Linked DNA regions of Sus scrofa: region 2 is linked to region 1. A link is a contact called in public HiChIP or PLAC-seq data. All regions are on one chromosome and are shown on one strand. Each heading gives the region's core, a stretch centred on a gene start, on an enhancer-like site or on the middle of the called end of the contact. The rest is flanking DNA. Distances are from core to core; before and after follow the strand shown. Region 1 has its middle 23 kb from the start of SELRC1. Region 2 holds the start of ZCCHC11 (terminal uridylyltransferase 4).

Evidence for each region. HiChIP or PLAC-seq counts read pairs in DNA pulled down with a chosen protein or histone mark.
Region 2: a contact with region 1 is called in an H3K27ac HiChIP or PLAC-seq map of skeletal muscle. The contact joins the promoter of ZCCHC11 here to the enhancer-like site in region 1. A contact is called at or near these places in 2 of 5 promoter capture datasets (fetal skeletal muscle and liver), 15 of 47 Hi-C or Micro-C datasets (alveolar macrophages, brain, embryonic fibroblasts and 10 more) and 1 of 2 datasets of contacts at active chromatin or transcription factors (skeletal muscle).

What each region holds. Positions count from the first base shown.
Region 1 is chr6:159,532,315-159,536,695 of Sscrofa11.1, reverse strand. No RefSeq gene overlaps it. Among named protein-coding and RNA genes, the nearest start is that of SELRC1, 23 kb to the right of the region's middle. Within about 2 kb of position 1,720, at least 23 of the 83 cell types and tissues checked have an H3K27ac peak or open chromatin away from gene starts, as enhancers often do. A contact at or near this core is called in fetal liver, fetal skeletal muscle and skeletal muscle, where this site is marked.
Region 2 is chr6:159,652,886-159,657,421 of Sscrofa11.1, reverse strand. It overlaps ZCCHC11 (terminal uridylyltransferase 4), which reads right to left and starts at 1,374. Exons shown (of 29, transcript XM_021096643.1): 1 at 1,218-1,374.

The DNA of each region.
Region 1 (4,381 bases), core at 471-2,970:
TCGCTCAGTGGGTTAAGGATCCGGTGTTGCTATGAGCTGTGGTGTAGGTCGCAGATGCAGCTCAGATCTGGTGTTGCTGTGGCTGTGGTATAGGCTAGCAGCTGCAGCTCCGAATTGACCCCTGGCCTGGGAACTTTCATGTGCCGCAGGTGCGGACCTAAAAAGACAAAAAAAAAAAAAAAAAAGAATTTGAAGGCAGTAATAGCAGAGCATTAACCTGAGTATGGGGCCCTGTGCAAATACATAGGTGGCACGTCCATGAAGCCTCCCTGGAACAGCGCCCTGCATCTTCAGCTCTTCATGCCCCCCATGCCCCCCACCCCACAGCCCATCCTATCATGTGTCCTTATGGAGCCTGGGAAGCTCCTGGCACACCTGAGAAATACAGGAAGCATTTGGTACCAAGAGGGTTAGAGCCCACTTGGGTCTGGAGTCTACCAAGATTTGAACGGACCTTGAACCTCACTGGCTGAAAGATGCCGTCTCTCCCCTCCCTCCTTGGCTCCCTCTGTCAGACAGCCCTCTGGTTTAGTAGATGGTGGTACAAACATCTGACTAGGAACTGGGAACTTACCACTGCCTTGCTAGACAACCGGAGGCATTCCACATGCTCTCTGGTGTCAGTTTCTTTACCTATTAAATGAAATGGTTGAATTCAGTATCACATGAAATATTTTTTCACTGAATACTGACCGGGCAAGTTCACACTAGAATAATCATATCATTAAACTGACTACTGATATTCCAGACAGCATTATATTACCAGATATATGACCCACTGTATATTCCTCCTTTTAACCCCCATGACAATCCTATAAGGTATTTTTCTAGAACTCTAAACACAAACTTGACAGGTAGTGATTTTTGTCTGCTTTTTTCTTTTTAAAATTTTATGATTCTTTGCCTTCTTTTTCACGGATGTATCCCAGTTGCTAGAACAATGTCTGGCACACAGTAGGTGCTCAGAAGCTATGTGTGGAACAGATGACTGAGGAAACAGGCTCAGAGAGGCCGGGGTGTGGTTTGTCCAAGGTCTTATCATTAGGAAACACCAGAGCCAGGATTCTAATCCTGCCTGGCTCCAAAGTCTATGCTTATGCTTATTCACCTGCTGTGTGTGTGTGTGATTCTCATTTTACAGATGAGGAAATAGGCTCTAGTGAATGGGGATCTCTGCTGGCTCTCAAATCCTGCGTTTCTAAGCACATGGGCCCCACTTTGCAGGAATAACAATTCTTTGAAAGCTGATGTCACTTGTCGCCTCTGCCCAAGACTCTTCTGAGGTCTCCAGAGTACCATTCTCACAGAAGCAAGGTCACTGGCAAAGGCATACCAGGCTCAAGTCCTGCTCTGTTCATATTCACTGCAACCTTAGGCAAGTTCTCTCTCTCTGAGCCCCAATTTCCTCATCTGTAAAATGGGCTCCATACGCCCTAAACCTCCCTCCAAGGAACTTCCCTCCTCTAGGAGGGGCTACGCACACGATAGGCCCTTAATAAAGGTGGCTGTTATTACCCTACCCCAGAGCAGCTTCAAGGTCAAAGCTTGCTGCCACTGACAGCCAGAGCCTGCCGGGGCCTCCTGGAACCTGATCGGAGCGCACCGGCTCAGGGAGAGTAGGGTCAGCTGCTGCTATTCTTGGAGCTGATGGAACCCAGCCGGGTTTCAAGTTCCCTCAGGGAGCCCCAGCCCAGGCAGTTCAGCTGGTCATGTGCGCAGTGAGCTCTGACCTCAGCATGTTCTGGGCCCTGCACACAGCCCAGGCTGGAGAGAACCCTGGAGCACAGCGTGTGCTGCCGGGAGACACGTCCTCCTGAAGCTGACCTCAGCCATTCAACTATGTTCACAAGCATCTGCTGGGTGCCCAGAAGGGCTTTGGGTGCTATTTGGGGAATCTCCCAGAGACTGCAAAGAATCTTCAACATCTGGATGACAGGCAGCCTTAGACAGAGGAAAGAGGGATTAGGAGCAGGCAGAACTAAATTTTAATCCCAGCTGTACTACTTGCTGGGTCTATGTCTCTTTACAAGCCGCCCTATCTGGGCTTCAGTAGGTCTGAAAAAGAGTGAGAATAAAAACTGCCTTAGAAGGGTGTTGAGAGAATTAGAGCTTCTGCCACACGGTAGATGCTCGGGAAATGATCACTATTTAGACTGTGAGCTCATGGAGTTCCTATTGTAGCTCACTGCTAATGAACCCAACGAGAATCTATGAGGACGCAAGTCCGATCCCTGGCCTTGCTCCTTGGGTTGAGGAGCAGGTGTCGCCATGAGCTGCCGTGTAGGTTGCAGACTTGGCTCTGACCTGGCATTGCTATGGCTGTGATGTAAGCCAGCAGCTGTAGCTCAGATTAGACCCCTGGCCTGGGAACTTCCATATGCTGCAAGTGCAGCCCTAAAAAGCAAAAAAAAAAAAAAAGACTGTGAACTCAGAAATGACAGGCAACCTGACAGATTCAGCTATGTGTCCAGTGCCCAATCTAGGGCCAGGCAACAGGGGACTCTCAGTGTTGGTTGAGTGAATAATGAATTACAGAGGTACTGAATGGAGATGCCTCATGGGGTGCCCAGCTTTTGCTACACTCACACCTTTACCCCCAACTTCCTTACTGTTATAAGGGACAAGAAGTCTTTGCAGGATTTCAAAGAGGATAGAATTCTTGGTGCCTGTCTTTCAAACCTCATAGATTAACTGGGGAGACAAAGATGAAAATAAGTAATTACAACGGTGAGCAAAAACCATTAGTTCTTAGAATTTCAAGACATTCCCTTTTTTTTTTTTTTGCTTTTTAGGGCCACACCCCGCGGCATATGGAGGTTCCCAGGCTAGGGGTCTAATCAGAGCTGTAGCCATTGGCTTACACCAGAGCCACAGCAATGCCAGATCTGAGCCACATCTGCAACCTACACCACAGCTCACAGCAACACTGGATCCTTAACCCACTGAGCAAGGCCAGGGATTGAATCCGAAACCTCATGGTTCCTAGTCGGATTCATTTCCACTGTACCACAACGGGAACTCCTCAAGATATTCTTAGTATTCCAAGAAAAAAAAATGTGGCACACTTGGGCTTGTGATTTTTAGTCATGTGGATATTAATATTGGTTTGTTGGCATTAAGTTATAGTGAAATGTATTTTAGGGTGCCAGGGTGTTAGGTTCTTCTTTCATTGTTTCAAAACACCTTTTATAAAAAGACATCTTCCTAAATAGAAGCCAAGAAAGAGTACTGATCCTTTCATATGCCAGCTCCAGCTTAGACAGGACCTTTTGTTTTGTTTTCGTTTTTTTTTTTTTAAGGCCACACCCGCGGCATATGGAGGTTCCCAGGCTAGGGGTCCAATTGGAGCTACCGCTATCAGCCTATGCCAGAGCCACAGCAATGTGGGATCCTTAACCCACTGAGCGAGGCCAGGGATCAAACCCAAAACCTCCTGGTTCCTAGTCAGATTCTTTTCTGCTGCGCCACAACAACAACTCCGACAGGAGCTTTTCTTAATAAACCAGTCCAGCCCTGCAGCTTACACCAGTCCTTGGATGTGAGGGGGCCTGGGTATGATTTGTCTTGAGGCCAAGATGCCACTCTGTGCTGTTCATCTCAGCAAGCAGCCACTGATGGCCTAGCACATGCCCAGGCTCAGGCCGCTGTTCTCATGGTACTCAGTTTTGTGTGATGTGGAGAGCATAAATATACAAACAACACACTGTGATGGATGGAAACTCGGGGCACTAGAGGGCAGAGAAAGCTGCTAACCTGGCCTGGGGGTGAAGGGAATGCTTCTAGAACCTTAAAAGATGAAAAGCATTCTACTTAAGGTAGAAAGGCATTCCAGACAGTGGAACCAGAAAACCAAAAAGCATGTCAGTAAAAAGCAGCCTGGGTGTTTTTCTTGTAACTTGAGGGGGGTGGGTGGAGTGCAGAATCTATAAGCAGTTCCCTGTTGCAAAAGCCTGTTGGGAAGAAGATGGGGCTAAATACAGAGGACGGACTGTACCATGGGGGTGGGGAGACATACGTTAGGGAAAGAATTTTGGCCTTTCCCCTTGAGACAGTGGGGAAGCCTGATTTATAAACTGTAATACAATCACTTTTCCTCAAGCCTGGGGAGGGGCACCAGCTGGGAATAGTTTCCACTCTGGGCCCCCAGCAGGTGCAAGTCTTCTCAGTGACTCTCTCCCCACTGGGGCAGCGGAGAAGGGAAGAGGCAGGAGGCAGGAGGCAGGCCCACCCCCACCCCTCACCAGGCCTGCCTCCTGCAGCTGTTTGATGCCCTGTGAACCCCCGGAGTGCTGAGGCCCATCAGCCCCCTGGATGTGAAAACAGTGACAGCAAAGGCAGCCTATTTTAAAAGCCAGACTGCCTCTCGAGCTAACATTGCCAC
Region 2 (4,536 bases), core at 125-2,624, 120 kb before region 1:
TCACCACCTTGATATGGCATTCTCTCGAAATTATCATATCCAGTTGGGATTATCCGGTTTTATTAGCTAATAGTTCTCATTAATTGAAAAACAGAAAACAGGATATGTTCTGTTTCACCAAGTGTTACACATTTCGCTACTACAAGACTGGGGGGGGGGGGCGATCTTTGGAAACAAAAGGTAATCTGATCCACTCCAGCTAATTACTAAATGCATGCCAAAAACACACAATTCGAACTGCATTTCTGAACACTAAAGCGATTACAAAAAGGGTCGAATGTCAAATGTGTAAGGAACTACTTTTGTACCAAAAATATATCAAAGCGAAGATACATGGTACACCGAAACTAAAATCTCGCGCAAGGTACAAAATTCATCTAATTAAAGATTTGATAATCTTTTAAAAAGAAGGTGTTTAATCAACGTTGTTAAAATAGCAGTAATTCATCCCATTCAGGTACGGCTAGAAACCCCGATGCTGTGCTTCTTTCAGGTCTAAATATCTCATTCTTTTGCAATCACGATACCAAAAGGACCTGAAACCTCTCGCGGAGGCGTACAATACACTCCGCGAGTGCTGTATGTTTACAAATACCAATCTCACAGTTTCCCACGTCAAAAGCGTTCATTACCACCCTTCGACTGGGGGGCAAGGGAGAGAGAAGGCGGGCGACCAAGAAAGGAAACCCTCTCACCAGACACCTCGGCCTTCTCTCCACCCGACAAGGGCGGGCCCGGAATAAGTGTTTATTATGTATTATTTGCGTGTGTGTATTTATACATTACATACGTATATCTATGTCTAAGCAGGGGTGAAAAAAAGGCACACATGGCAGGGAATCCTATCGCACCCAGAAAATGCTCACTGCTATCCCGTTAACTCCAAATCCGCCGCCCGGGTCCACAGGTTTCGGCCCGCGGCCGAGAGCCCCAGCCTCACTGTGGAGTTCGGCCCCTACGCGCCCCGATGCCCACCTCAGGCCGCCCAGGCCGCCGCCCCTACTTCCCTCATCTCTGCCTTCCCCTGGGACACGCGAAGCCCATTCCCGTAAAGAAAGAAGTGTCAGGCCCCAAGGGGGCGGCTGACACGCGCTCGGGCCGGGCCCCTGACACCTGCGAGGCGCGGCACCTGAGGAGGGCGAACAGGGGGCCGCCCGGCCTGCCCAGAGCACACCCCCTCGGCGCCGGCGGCTGCGCCGCGGCCAGAACCTCCGTACCTGCGAGGCCCGCGAGCTACAGGCGCGCGCGGCGCCTCCTCATCTCAGTGGCTCCCGCTCCCCCTCCGCCTCCCGCTGCCGCCGTCACTGCCGTCGCCGCTGGAGGCCGGGACACGACGAGCTCAGGACTCCACCGCCATGTCCGCCGCGCCGCGAACTGCATTGTGGGGGGGAAGGGATGGGGAGGGGGAGGAGAGAGGGGGAGAGAAAGAGGAGGACCTGCTGAGGGGAGGGGGCCGAGGGAGAAGGTGGGGGGAGCCGAGGAGAGGGGGAGGGGAGAGAGGGACAGAACCCTGAATGGAGTCCTGACCCGGGCGAGGGTAGGCGATAGATGCCCCGGAGACCCCAGAGAGGAAGCGCCGAGGGAAGGCTTTAGGGGTGCCCCCTCCCTTCGTTCTGGGGGCCCCAGGGCACTGGCTGAACCGGGGCGGGGGACAGTAAACACCAGTGGGGGCGGGGCTACGTTCGGGGGCTAGAGGTGGCGGCGAGAAACAACGGGAGGGGGCCGACGTGGGAGGACAGCGCACTCACAGCCACGCTGAGGGAAGGGGCGAGCGCGCGAGGACACTCGTTAGCCCGCGAGGAGGGGGCGGGGCCCTCTAGCGTTGGGGGAGGGTCGGAGGCCGCTCGGGCTCGCGGGGAGGGGCGGGGCCACCGAGCGAGGGTCGCAGCGTCGGGCCCCGGTCCGGGAGCCCCCTGGGGAGCTCGGAGAGGCCTGAGGAGGCGGGGGTTGCGGGCATAGCCGCGCCTCTCAGATCTATTCATGGGCCTGCGGACCTCCCTGCGGAGGACCCCCAAGCGGGAAGAGGGGCCGAAAGCCTCCCCCGCCCCCAGGAAGGAAGACCGGTTTGGGACGTGCACCCTCCGGCCTGGCCCACGGGCATGGCACCCGGACCCTCGGCGGTTAGTGTGGGCTTCTAAACACCTGAGAGAGTAGGTGGACAGAGGAAGCCCCGGGGTCGTTCCCACCCTTTCCTGACCCCGCCTATGCTGTCAGCCCCCCAAAGCTGGAATCATCTTCTTTCAAGATGCAAGCAATTTATTTTACTTTATTTTGCTTTTTAGGGCAGCACGTGGAGGTTCCCGGGCTAGGAGTCAAATCTGAGCTACAGTTGCAGGCCTACACCACAGCCACGGCCAGATCCCAGCTGTCTGCGACCTACACCACAGCTTACAGCAACGCTGGATCCTTAACCCACTCAGCAAGGCCAGGGATGGAACCCGCAACCTCAGGATTCCTAGTGGAATTTGTTTCCACCGCAGCGCAATAGGAACGCACCAGACAATTTCTTTTAAAATGGAGTAAAGGAGGTCTGGAGAAATATCTGGAGCATCCCCCCAACCCCCCAGAGAAAAGATTTTAGAAGTCATTTATTTAGTTTCACATGGGTTTGGAATCAGCTGCCAACCATCAGCCTCCTTCCTCTCCTGCTTTTAATGTAGGTTCCTCAGCATACTTATTTAAAGTCGCGATCCGAATGGACTTAAGTTTTTGGGGTTTTTTTTTTTGGTATTTTTTTTAAGGCCCCAGCCTTGAAGATTATTCACCCAACCTCTAACCTCAAAGCTAGACAAATCACACAACTACAGTCCAACTGCATTTGACACATGCTAAGGCAGGAAAAGGATATGATGCGGTGGATATGAGAGAAGATGCAGAATCTTGAGTATTTACAAGATTCTGCTTTATAAAATTTCTCATGATGTAACTCAGAGGCTGTGAGCTATAAAAGTTTACAGAAAGGGCCTTCCCTCTCTGCAGAGTCCATCTACTTTGCACCTCAGAAGTGAATACTTCTCATTGATCTATTTGTTTAGATGAAACTGAAGCTTAATGAGAAGGGTTTATACATTGCCCACTAAGTGTTAGTCACTGAGTAAGAGATTGCACATATTTCAGCATTTAATCCTCATTAACAATCCCATGAGGTCCATGCTATTGCTCCTATTTTTAAACAAACCCTGAGAATAAGTACATTTTACCCATACCATGTCTCATGCCAGAGGGCTCCAGTGAAGCGCATAGAGTAGTAGATTTCAAACCAAAAGAGCCCTACCAGGCTTCAGCACTTATCAGCTGGATGACGTTGACCAAATATACCCTCTGAGTTTAAATTTTTAAGTTTTTAACAACAAAATACCTACTCCACAGAGATGATGTAAGAAAACTAGCAGGTCCCAAATTTAGAGCCTGTAGAAACATTAAGATGATACTAACACGTCCTTTTTAGTGAAGGATATCTGTATCCTTGAAGCAAGTTCAATTGAACAAAATTTCCCCCTTACTTAATAAGAGCAAAGCATTGAGTTAGAGTTACAAAGACAAACCAGATTGCTGTCTCCAAAAAAGTTTACCATTGAGCAAGGAAAGTCATTTTATCAAAGCAATAAGTTATATGAACAATGAGCTGGGCTAATAAAGCAGAGAACATGATAAATTCTACTTGGGTGAGGCTATAATGGAAGAGGTAGAAGCTGAACCTTGAAGGCTTGCCGGCTATGTGTAGGACACTGGTTTGTGATTCTGAGAATATCCTTTTGTCTGGAGTGTGCAGAAGATAATGAGTCTGAAAACAAAGGCTGGTGCCAAACTGAGAATCCCAGTGCCTTTCTACACCTATCCCTTCCAGATAACTCTCTTCTATCACCTTTCCTATTCCTCAAGATCCAGCTCAACTTTTACCGCCTTTATTAAATTATCCTGATAACCCCCCTTTACTGAATGTGAGTCCTCCATTCTCTGAATCTCTGCACATTACTTTCATGTCTAACCCCATTAAATTATAAACTTGTGAACATACTTAATATTTGTATTCCTTATAACACCTCCATACTTGATAAATTGAAATTTTTGTCACTATACTCTGATTCATCATCACAATAAAATGGAATTAGAGCAAGTATTTCTATGTGAAAAATGAGGAAACTTAGGGCATAAGAGACTTAGTGACCAGGATCATACAATAGGGCCTAGAATACCAGTTCTGTGTTTTTTTCCAGTGAATCACCAATAGCTTAATGAGAAATTAAATGGTAAATATGTGACTGCTCTGGGTAAATACACTAAGGACTTACATCTGATACTTGCAAAGAGGACTTCATGATTGTGGTTAAGTCTCCAAATTTAGCCTTCCAATTCAGAAATTCTGGGAACTCAATTTCATCCAAACTCAGGTGAAAATTACTGACAGCAAAAATCTTATTTCACCATGTGTGATGCGAACTATTATTGTCCAGTGGATCAATATTCATATTCTATTCTCTTCCTAGGTGATAAGAAAACCCAATCAAAAAGCATCATATTGGATGAAATGATTAT